Regions from separate parts of the Oryctolagus cuniculus genome. Here region 2 is linked to region 1. Evidence: chromatin contacts called from public Hi-C data. All regions are on one chromosome and are shown on one strand. The core of a region is the stretch at or near the end of the contact, and the rest is flanking DNA. Distances in the headings are between cores, read along the strand shown. Region 1 has its middle 230 kb from the start of SOX9. Region 2 holds the start of SOX9 (SRY-box transcription factor 9).

What was found. Hi-C and Micro-C count contacts between places; a contact is called where the count stands out from the background.
Region 2: a contact with region 1 is called in a Hi-C map of embryonic fibroblasts, with 5 times the contacts expected there. The contact joins the promoter of SOX9 here to the enhancer-like site in region 1. A contact is called at or near these places in 2 of 6 Hi-C or Micro-C datasets (embryonic fibroblasts and skin fibroblasts).

Annotation. Positions count from the first base shown.
Region 1 is chr17:7,506,220-7,511,676 of mOryCun1.1, forward strand. No RefSeq gene overlaps it. Among named protein-coding and RNA genes, the nearest start is that of SOX9, 230 kb to the right of the region's middle. Within about 2 kb of position 3,077, at least 1 of the 8 cell types and tissues checked has an H3K27ac peak or open chromatin away from gene starts, as enhancers often do.
Region 2 is chr17:7,735,704-7,741,633 of mOryCun1.1, forward strand. SOX9 (SRY-box transcription factor 9) reads right to left here and starts at 2,613. Exons shown (of 3, transcript XM_051825911.2): 1 at 1,786-2,613; 2 at 728-981; 3 at 1-227. The coding sequence starts at 2,216. LOC103351608 (a long non-coding RNA gene) reads left to right here and starts at 2,759. Exons shown (of 5, transcript XR_011383266.1): 1 at 2,759-2,858.

The sequences.
Region 1 (5,457 bases), core at 1,827-4,326:
GCACTGGTGCCCCACACAGAGAATTAGCCCACTGCACTATGATACCCACCCCAGTTTCTGGATCTTTTTTTAAAGATTTATTTATTTATATGAGAGAATTACAGAGAGCGGGGTGGGGGCTTTTCCAAGTGCTACTTCACTCCCCAGATGGCCACGATGGCCAGGGTTGAGCCAGGCTGATGCCAGGAGCCAGAAGCTTCACCCCGGTCTCCCACATGGGTGGTGGGGCCTCAAACACCTGGGCCATGTTCCATTGCTTTTTCCCAGGCTGTTAGCAGGGAGCTGGATTGAAAGTGCAGGACTTGAACTGGTGCCCATATGGGATGCTGGTGCTACAGGTGGTGGTTTTACCCTCTGCACCACAACACGAGTCCTCTGGACTTTTTTTTTTTTATGGTGTAATGAGACCCCTCTCCTTTGCTAGTTGTGTGACCTTGAGCAAGTTACGTGTGTAATTGTTTCTTTATCCATAAACTAGCACCTGCTTCATGGAGCTGTGATGATTACATGGGCCAATCTGACAACCTACAGTGGTGCCCATCGGTGTTGGTTTTCCTGTGGCTTTCTCTCTATGGGGCTGTCTTCCAGGAACCCAGCAGTCAGGGCCTGTCAGCTCAGGCCGATCCCATCCCCCAAGGCAGAGGAACAGAGGACTGCTTGTCCAAAGACAAGAAAATCAAGGCCTGACCGGCTGTCAGAGCCCAGGGTGGGGTGGGGTACCTGCAGGGGAGGGGCCTGGGACCCAAGGGGCTGGGTGTTCAAGTGCAGAGTGGGACCCATGTTGCTGGGACATGACCCACGGGGAGAAGCCGGGAAAGGACCAGCCCTGAGCCCGTGTGCTAGGGAACTGAGCGTGGAGAGTGGAGACTCCATTGGACACCGGTCACCCAGAGCCTCCCAGGTTCTGGAGCCCCACGAGCCTGGGGTTTGGGAAGACAGTCTGTGAAAGGAGCTATTAGGAGACAGTGCTCATCCATCTTGGGAAAAGATCCGTATGCAGTTACACAGAAAGTTGTGTGTCGCCGCGTCCTTGCTGTGTGTCTCTGAAAGAGCCACTTAAATTCACCGGGTTTCACTTTTCACCTCTGTAAAATGGGTATAATGAGACCCACGGTGCCATCCCTGGGAGGAGATGATGGGAAGCAAGACTGTGGGTTGAGAAGACATCTGTGCACCCACTCACGTGGGCACAAAGGGCAGGTGTGGTGTCTACGTCAGCTTCGGCTAAGAAGGAACCTTCTAACCTCAAAAGTTCATGGGGCAGGGGAAGCCTAGGAAGCAGACAGGATGGACAGGAGGCCAAGGATGCAGGAGAGGCGTCTGTTGCAAGAGCAGGGGCGGAGCGAGAACGGCTCCAAAGGGAGGTTTCAGGGCAGGAGTCCTCGAAGGAGCTGTGGGGCCGGAGGCCAGGGCCAGCTGCACTGTAGCTCTTAGTCCTAACCTTCACCTGAAGCCAGGGCTGTGACACCCCTCCCCCACCCCTCCCCCACCCGCCACCAGCGGAGGGTGGGGGCATCTAGGGGTGATGCCTGAGCCCCTCTCACACAATAACTCAGGACTACTCGTGCCCAGCGCAGTGTCTCACACCCCACGAAGATAATGCAGCATTCTTCCAAAATCGGAGAAGGCACCTTTTCCCGGCTTTCTTTTCTCTTTTCCCGGTAAGATAATTCAACAGGGATTTTCAGAGGCCTGCCATCCACCTGCGCTTGGGGCTGCTGTGGGGTGTGGGGGAGCTGGGCCTGTCACGAGGCTCTTGGCCAGGGCAGAGAGAGGGCAGGCCGGCTCGGCAGGGTATTGGGGTCTCGGAGGGTGCACGGAGGGGGCCTGCTGAGTTCTCACCACCCACATGACATATGACTTAGCGCGTCCCCAGGTCTCCGGGGCTGCAGCTGGCTGTGCACTTGTGACATGTGTTCGGTATTACCGGAGTTTCTGCAAGAATAGCTGTGGCCTTGAACAGGACTGAAATTAATGAAGGCACAGCACCCTTCCCCGTTCTCTGCTATTCTCATAGCAATGACCGATGGAGAGGACCTCCTGGTGGGGGCCGTCTCCCCGTCTCCGACTGGCTCTGTACGCCCGGCTGGCTTTCTCAGCCAGCTTCTGAAAAGTGCCAACAAGGCAAAACCTGCAGCCTGCAAAGTTAAAATTCTTTTGCGGACCTCTTTCTTGGTATCTGAGCTCCAGCTGTGTTTACAGCAAGGAAGCATGCATGGGTCCTGCTGATCAAACTTGGTGACTTGGTTCAGAGTGCACAATGGCTCTGGGTTTAGGGCAGGATGTCTCCAACTGGCTTTTGGGGCTGGGTCATTCTTTTGGCGGTGCTGTCGTAAGTATTGCAGGGTGTTTAGCAGCACCCCTGGCTCCCACCCAGCACTCCCAGTGCTACCCCCAGTCCCCAGATTGTAAAAATAAACCAGTGCTGGCATTTTGGCCCAGCGAGTTGCCGCTTGTGACATATTGTGTTGGAGCACAGCTTCGAGCCCTGGTGCTCTGTTTCCAATCCAGCTCCCTGCTAATGAGCCTGGGAGGGCAGTGGAGGGTGGCCCAGGTGCTTGGGCCCCTGCCACCATGTGGGAGACCCGGATGGAGTTCCACGTTCCTGGATTCAGCCCGGCCCAGCCTCAGCTGTTGTGGCCACTTGAGGAGTGAGCCAGAAACAGAAGATATTCCCTCTCTCTCTCGCTCTGTCAATCTGTTTTTCAAATAAATAAATAATAAATAAATAAAATTGGGTTTATTAAAAGTTAATGAAAAAACAAAATTAACATTTTTTTAAAAAAGCAAAAATTATAAAATACCCCAAATATCCTCAGACATTGCCAGTGTCCCTTAGGGGACATCACCCCTAGTTGAGAACCACCTATTTAGAGAAAAAGCTCTCTGGAATCCTGCCCACCGCCCCACACCCCCAGGCCCCCAGCCCCCCACTCCTCACTGCAGGGAGGCGCCCTCCTGTAGGCTACCGTGGCACAGGAGTGGGTCGTGGCTCCAAGTGTGTCATCCTTGCTCACCCGGAGGGAGGAGGGGGCAGCTGACCGGTGATGAATAACATCCTGAGGTTTGCCGGTGACTCACTTTCGAAAACGAATCAGAGCAGGTCCACGACACCGTCCCTTTCACTCTGCTGCGCTCCTGAGTGGTCAGAATGGCCTGTCCCTCCGGCCTGTCTCCTGTAGGCAGTGGTCCAGCTTGGGCGAGCCACTTCTGCTAACAGGCCGTGAGCAGCGTGACAGTGACTAGTGATTGCCGTGTTTTGTGACTTCACCCTGCTGGGTTTGTCCATGGGACCCTGCTACACATGGGACTGTCATCCATGAGCTTTCCCTGGAGGAGAACCTGGGCTCCTAAAGTTTCCCTGTCCCTGGCCCACTTTCCTCTCCCTCACTACTGCAATCCATCCAAACCAGCCACCTCCTCCCGGATCAGGAACGTGCTTCCGCCTACCGACCCTGCCTGAGGGCTGGTGCCTCCTCCTCCTCATGTCCCCCCCCACCCCGCCCCAAGTGGCACTTTCTCAGAAGGGCTGGGTCCGCCTGACATCCAGCTCACAGAGCCCCTGAAGTCAGTGTCCCTTGTCTGTCCTGTTCTGTTTCCATAGCATGTGTCACGCTGGCTTGTGTGTCCTCCACATATTGGTCGGGTTCTCGGATGCTGAAATGGAGCTGGGGATTCATCGGAAGAATAAAACCTATGAAATTAAAGGGCGAGGGGATGCAGGGTTGGGCAGGGCGAGCCATTGGAATGTGGAGACTTGAAAGGTCTCCATTAGCCCCCTGGGAACTTCGGAGCAGGAAAGCCGTGGGTGGGTGAGAATGGCCTGGCCCTTGGACCATCTCCTGGCTCAGTTGTCAGATCAGGGCTGCCACAAGAGACCATGACCTCAGGCTGAAAACTGAAGAGCGCGTGGACGACACTGGTGTCTGGAGGGGGTCAGGAAGTCACACTCCTCTCTGCCAGGGAGCACAGTGTCTCCATGCCTGCCCCCCACAGCCAGAAGGTACATTTCCCACGAGCACGGGCCCTACAGGTCTTGCTCAAGGCTGATCCTGTTCCCTGGAGCAGAGCTTGGTGCCTGGCAGGTGCTCAGTCAGTGTTGTGTAGAAAGACCCACACGTGTCTGGAGGGACAAGACGAGAGACTCACTGCTGCAGGAGATCTCAAACCAGGTTCACCTTGCAAGGCTTCCAAGGTTCTAGAAGCAAAATATGCAAGATGTTGGCATGCCCTGGTGCCTGCCTCTTGGGTTGGAAGGCGGTGAGTGGGTGGCATTTCTGGAGCCTTAGGTGGAGGGAGGGAACAGAAGCCCAGAGGATTCCAGAGGAAAAGGAAAACAGACAATCAGGTGGGCCAAAGGCACACAGCAGCTGTGGGGACCTGTCAAACCGGCTTGGTTATCTGTGGGTGGCCAGGCAAACCTCAGACACAGCTCCCAGCGATTGGAAGTGCAGGGATTGGCCTTTGCCTTTAGCCTGCCTCCTGCTGGGGCATTTTCCTCTGCTGGGTCACCCAGGCTGGGGTAGGCTTGTCACCTGAGCTGCTGCTCTTTCCTGGACAGATCGGAAGCCAAGGTTCCAAGAGAGCAGGCCTGGTTGTGCAGAAGCCCGCTTGCGTGAAACATGCAGTGGGCCCTCCCCTGCAGCAGAGACGCCCGTGGGCAGCTGCCCGGGAGCCTGGGGGCGCGGGGCAGGGTGTAAACTCTGTGCATTGTACAAGGGCGGTGGGCTTGGCAGAGGGGTCTGACTGGGGAGGTGCCTGGCTCAGACAGTAGATGTGAGCCTCAGTGAAGGCCAGAAGTAAAAGTTAATTTTCTTATAATCCAACTGCGCCAGGGCATGGCAGGGTCCCCCAGCCCTTTCCATTGGCACTATATCTAGTGTAGGGGGATGGGGAAGGCTGAAGAGTGGGTTGGCATTGGGGGACTGGACACCGTCCTCCCTTTGCGTCCTTTGTCCACACCGATCCTTTACTGCCCTCCAACAACCCATGGGGCCTGGACAACCAGCCCACACCAGCCACTGCCACGTTGTGTTCTGTTCCCACCCAGAGGTCCCCCAGGCCCGCATGCCTCTGTCCGCTTCTTCAGTGGTCTCCTGCCTTGGTTCGCAGAACACCTCCTCGCTCTGTGCCTTTTGTCTGTCTCTAAAAGCCATTTTGCTCCCCCTCACCACGTTCTTCCACATCTGTTGTAGACATTTCAAAAGCCTTCTTTGAAACTGGAAAAACAGAACTCATTATCTTATTTCTTTTATGTTTGCTGTGTTGTCCACACTTCAGCAGATCCAATAGAGAGCTACAATGATAGGTGAAGAAAAAGGCGAGAGGTGCAGGAAATACTGTGTAGGGGGCAGGGGTGGGTGTTGGCTCCTATCTCAACAGCATTGGCTCATTTCTCAACACCACACTTGCTCAGCTGCCCAGAGCCCTACTCCTGTCCAGCCTCATATAAAGGCT
Region 2 (5,930 bases), core at 1,363-3,862, 230 kb after region 1:
CGGGTGGCCATTGGGCGGCAGGTACTGGTCGAACTCGTTGACGTCGAAGGTCTCGATGTTGGAGATGACGTCGCTGCTCAGCTCGCCGATGTCCACGTCGCGGAAGTCGATGGGGGGCTGCCGGCCCCCCTCGGGCAGGGGGCGCCCCTCTCGCTTCAGGTCAGCCTTGCCCGGCTGCACGTCGGTCTTGGGAGTGGTGGGTGGGGTCGGCGGACCCTGGGATTGTCCTGCGCACACCGAGAGAGAAAAAAAGCACCGGAAAAATCAAGCAAGGCTGAGACAAGGTCCCGGTCTTGGGACCCCACCCCCCACCCCGATGCGCTCCCTCTTGGCCAGTTGATGGACGCGCCGCTGCACACCCGCAACCTCCTTCCATCAGGGGAGGGTCCCCGCCCCCTACGCCCACCAGGGTCCGGAAGTAGACCAAATTGCTACTTGTAGGAGAGCCTTGTGTGTGCTTTTGGGGGCGGGGGTCAGACAGAAGGAGGCATCATAGATCTCCTAAAAGCTGTAAAGGCATTTCACCTAGCAATAAAAACTTAGAAGTCTGAGTTGGCGGTGTGCGTGCACACACGCGCGCGCGCCCGCAGGGGGTTTGGGGGGGGGCCCTGGGCGAGGAGAGGGGCGAGACTTCGCGCCCGGGGCGGTGGCGCCTTCCCCAGTGCCCAGGCAGAGGCTCCCCGGCGAGAGCCTGGAGCTGAGCCAGGTGGGGCCCAGGCGCGCTCACCCGAGTGCTCGCCGGGGGAATGGACCTCGCTCATGCCGGACGAGGAGTGCGGCGAGTCGGCCTGCAGCGCCTTGAAGATGGCGTTGGGCGAGATGTGCGTCTGCTCCGTGGCCTCCTCGGCCTCCGCCTGCCCGTTCTTCACCGACTTCCTCCGCCGCGGCTGGTACTTGTAGTCCGGGTGGTCTTTCTTGTGCTGCACACGCAGCCGCTCCGCCTCCTCCACGAAGGGCCGCTTCTCGCTCTCGTTCAGCAGTCTGTGGGGGCCGGGTGGGGAGGGGGGCGCAGAGAGAAAGAGGGGAGGGGTCAGTGAAGCCCGCCGCCAAGCTGTCAGGCCGGCGGGGCCCAGGGGGTGACTCCGAGCGCTGGGCTCCCCGCGCGCAAGCCCCCATCTTCCTCGTCCCAGCCTCCGCTCATAACTTTACTTAAAAAAAAAAAAGGCTCAGTTCGGGTAGTGCGACCCGAGTGGCGGTCACTCCCCGCCCCGCCCCCTCCCCTTCCCCTAGTTTGGAAACCCTGGAGACGAAAACGGCAGCCCCACTGCAGCGGCTCTAAACGCCTTTGCTACTGCATGTAGCCCCCTGCGCGTCCCAACACCCTTTGCAAACTTTCCAAAGGCCTCCCCGAGGCCTCATCTGTGTCCAGTAGCCTCCACCCCCTGCCTTCCCCGTCCCTGCCAGGGGTCTTCTCCTGCACCCCCTCCCCCCTACAACCCCAACTCCGTGGATGTGGGGTGCCCGAGGGCACGAAACTCCCCCGCGCCGCCCTGGGGTCTCCTAGCAGGCCGCTCCCGCCCTCCGGCTATCTCCCCCCCCCACCTCTTCCACTGGCCACCCCCTCCCCGCGCCGCCCCCGAGGGCACTCCAAGAAGTTGGTCGGACTCCGAGCCAAAGTTTCTCCTCGCCCGCCGCACACCAATCCCTCCTCCCTGCGCCCGCCTCCTCCGCCTCGGCCGCTCCCCGCACCGCAACTCCCGGACCGCTGGAAGGCGGGGCGAGCAGAGGTGGCCTCGGCCAGCGCCCCCCACCCCCGACCCCGCGCCGCCCCCCGCCGGGCCCTACCTCCAGAGCTTCCCGAGGGTCTTGCTGAGCTCGGCGTTGTGCAGGTGCGGGTACTGGTCGGCCAGCTTCCTGCGCGCCGCCTGCGCCCACACCATGAAGGCGTTCATGGGCCGCTTGACGTGGGGCTTGTTCTTGCTGGAGCCGTTGACGCGCACGGGCATGGGCACCAGCGTCCAGTCGTAGCCCTTGAGCACCTGGCTGACCGCCTCGCGGATGCACACGGGGAACTTGTCCTCTTCGCTCTCCTTCTTGAGGTCCGGCTCGCCCTTGGGGAACGTGTTCTCCTGGGGCCGTGTATTCTCGGTGTCGGAGCCGGAGCCCGACGGGCAGGGCGAGCCCGCCGAGTCCTCGGACATGGTGGGGCTGGGGGCGCCGGACAGGCCCTTCTCCTGCTCGTCGGTCATCTTCATGAAGGGGTCCAGGAGATTCATACGCGGGCCCGGGGCAGGGGGCGGGTGGCCGGGAAAGGCGAGAAGCCGCGGCGGCTCGGGGACTCGAGGCGCGGGCTCCTCTCCCTTCGGCTGCCCGGACGCGGAGCGAGCGGCTCCCGGGGAGGCTGGCGCGTCTCCCGGCTGCGGCGGCGAGCACCGGGGGAGGCGCGGGGTGACCAGTCCGCGGCTGCCCGCTCCAAAGTCGGGGCGGGGGAAGTGAGGCGAGCTGGAGGGGAGGAGGAGGAGAGGAAGAGAGCGCAAAAGCGGGGGCGCTTGCACCCCTTCTCTTCTCCTCCTACAAAGAAAAAGCTCCCGGGGTGAACTTGGCAAGTCGCTGCGCCGCCGAAGTTGCCAGTCGGTTTCGAGCTCCGCTCTCTGCTCTCCAACTCCCAGCCCGGGGTCGCTTTAATAAATACACCCACTCACCTTAGGGACGCCCGGCCAATCACAGCGCGGCAGTCTCGGGGTTGGCAGGCAGCTGATTGGGCCGGGGTATAGGGGAGGAGAAGGATGGTGGTACTGGGCTGGGTGACGAGACGGGAGGGGAGGGGAAGGGAGCGCAGCCCAAGGGTGGATGGTGGTGGTGGGGGGTGGTGGTGGGGGTGCCGCGGGGAAGGCGGGGGACCCGGGACGTCCAAGTGTGTAAGTTTGCCGCACTCTCGGAATGTCAGCATGTCGGGGGCCTTTCTCCGCGCGGGTAGTTTGCGCGTGTGTGCCTGTGCGCGCGCGTGTGTCTAGACTAGGAGCCACGGCCCGCTCACCCCTGATAACTCCCTTCCCCTTGTTCTCTCTGCGGTCCGGAGGACTTCACCGGAGTTCGCAGTGTTCGAAAAGCAGTCGCTCCTTCCTGCGCAGCCGGGTTTGCGCGCCTGGAGCCTGCCTGCCCGCCTCCAAAAGTGCTTAGAAATGGTCTTGGGAAGCAAATGTTTTGGTGACTCAACGCCCGCTGTTCCTCGGTAATAATCCATATAAAGAGATTAACATGCTCCGCTTCGCCGGGGCCCGCGCGGCTGGGGGGGATTCTGCTGCGCCCCTGCACGGGGAATCAATGGAAACCGAAGCTACGTCCCCGCCAGGGCGGGAGGCGGCGGCGGCGGCGGCGGCCGGGACGCTGTAGCCTCGCGCTGCCGCGGCCTCTCCGAGCCACCCCCGACCTTGAACTCCTACAAGTCCTCCCAGGGACCCCTGGCCCCTCTCCCCGCCTAAGCTTCTGAGCCTTTGGGCGACTGTGTTGACGCTGCGCTCCTCACCGGCGCGGCCGAGTCAGAGGCGGCGGCGGCTGCAGCTGCTCCCGCAAACTTTGCCAACCGCGCTGGCTTTCGGAGACCGACTTTTGGGAGAGCGTCGGTCACGGGCTGGCTTTGTAAAAGGCCACACAGTTGGGCCCCGCGCGGACCACTCTTCCCCGGCCCGACTGCCCGCTCTCGCCCGTCTCTGCGGAGCACCTGGAGCGGCGAAGCGCCGGCGGCTGTGACCTTAGCTGGTCCCTTGCAGACCCGCGCGCGGCCGGGAGTTCTGGGGAGAGGGGGAGGCGTCTCTTATGCATTTCAGGTGTGATCTGTGTGCACACGCACCGCCTAAAGCCAGGCAGGTTGGATTAAGTGCAGACTTATCTGTTTTGAGATGGGGTGGGGTGGGGGAGTCTTGGTTGCCTGCGGGGTTCATGCTTGCAGGATCACACATACATGCACACAACCATGGAAAACTGTTAATTTTAAATTCACCCACCCCCATCTCTCCTTGACGCGCTTGCAAAAGTTCGCCTCGGATGAAATGCCTGTGATGGTGAATCGACCCGCCTCGCAGCAGATCTGGGTTTCCCCCCTTCTCTTCTAATCTGAGAGGTGCAGACACCATTGAAGGACTTAAAAGAATGTTTTGCCTGCAGAATTCTAAAAAATCTCGTTTTCTTTCGAAGACGTTAGAGGGAAGGTGGTAAGGTGCAACCATGTTCAGCAGTATTTTTATTATTATCATTTTTAACGCACGTAACTGGGGTTGCATGTCTCCAGGACCCTACAGCTTGTTTACCGGCGCAAGAGACCTCCATGCCTTAGCTTGCGAGTTGTTCGTTGCTCTGTGATTCTCTGCCAAAAGTGCAGGAAAACACCCTCTCTTGGAGGACCAGAGGGAGCCCCGAGAGGTCTGCGCCCTGCGGAGAGGGCATTCGTGCGTGGCACCGTGTGGCTCACAGGCACCTGATCTAGGAGGCGGCCCTGGGCCCGCGCGCGCGGCTGCTTGAGCCGGAACGTCCGCACTGAGTGGTCTTTTATGGCAGTTACCGTGTCCATCGGCATCCAGGCAGCGAAGGTAAACAGTGACCTTAAGATGCTTTGGACTGTTTCAAGAAATATCCGTTAAGGCACATAGGCGCATCCACAAATACCCCTTTAGGGAAATCCCGTGCTCAGGGATGCAATCTGTAGCATTTAAAATCAGAAACTGCCATGCCGTCTACGTTTTCTGTGGGTTTGATGCGAGCCAACTTGTATCTTTTTGAAAACTTAGGGCACGTAGCTGGAAACGGGCTGCAATGTCCAGCTGCATCCAGAGGGGGCGCCAAAAGCCCAGAAACGGTCTCTAACTCCGAGACGCTGCGGGGAAACCGGTGCTGGCGGCGGCTAGGCGCGGGGCCTGGGGCGCGCGCGCGGGGGGCTTTGCTGCTGAGATTCGTCTCTGGGGGGGATTCTTCCTCGATGTTGCTCCCTCTGCTCATCCACCTCTGGGCAGCCCAGGCTGGGGAGCTCGTGAGGTGTGTGCGCGTCTATGCGGGACCTGGCTGTAGAAGCGCAACCGAGGTGCGCTGTTGCGCACAGACCCGAGGAGATCCATGGGGAACCCCCGGGGCCAAGACAGCCTGGCTGTCCAGGGGCAGGCCCAGTCTGGCGCGTGGGCGCTAGTGGCTCGGTCCTGATCTGCAGAGACCTCTTGGTGCCCACTGCCCTAACCACCCCCATCCATTCAGGAGCTCCATTCGCTTCGAAGTGACATTCCCGGGTGGCCCCGACCGAGGCAGACGCTGGCAGTCCCGGATCTGAGGAGCTCAGAGCCACAGGGAAAGGAGCCCGCTCTGCGCGTCCAGGTTACAGATCAGGAAACTGAGGCTGCCGGCCCGGTGTTAGCCAGAGCGTCTAGACTTGGACGCGCCAGGGTCGTCCGTTGGATGGAGGCGAGGAGGGGCAAGGGGCCGGGGCACACGGCGGAGGGCGCTTTGGGGGTCCGCGTCGGTCTCATGAGAGCGAAGACTCCGAGGTGCCAGGGGATCCCAAGGGGCGGTCTGGGGAAACCGAGGCCTGGAATCCGCTCCCGCTCCCCCCTTCCCCCCCTCTCCGAGCCTTTTGCCGCGCCCGGGGCCGGCGCCGGGCTCCGTTTCCCCAGCGGAGGCAGCCAACCCCTCTTCGGCTTCCACGCGGGCGCCTAGGCACCGGCGCGGAGCCCTTGGCATGCGCCAAGTTTCGCGGGCTCTGGGGCTGCGCAGAGCCGGGGAGGGACTGGGGTGCAGGCCGGTGAGATGGTTCTCTTTACCTGGCTGATTAAGGACCATGAGTTTCTTCTTCTATTTATAGATATAAAATAAAATAAAAAGTGGAGACGATGTCTCAACCCGTTCTCCACAGTGGTAGCCTATTCCAGGAAGAGTTTGCTTGGGGCGAACATCAGAGTCCCCCAAAGATGTCAGCCTTGGGCAGTGTTTTCTACAGAGGATATCTGAGA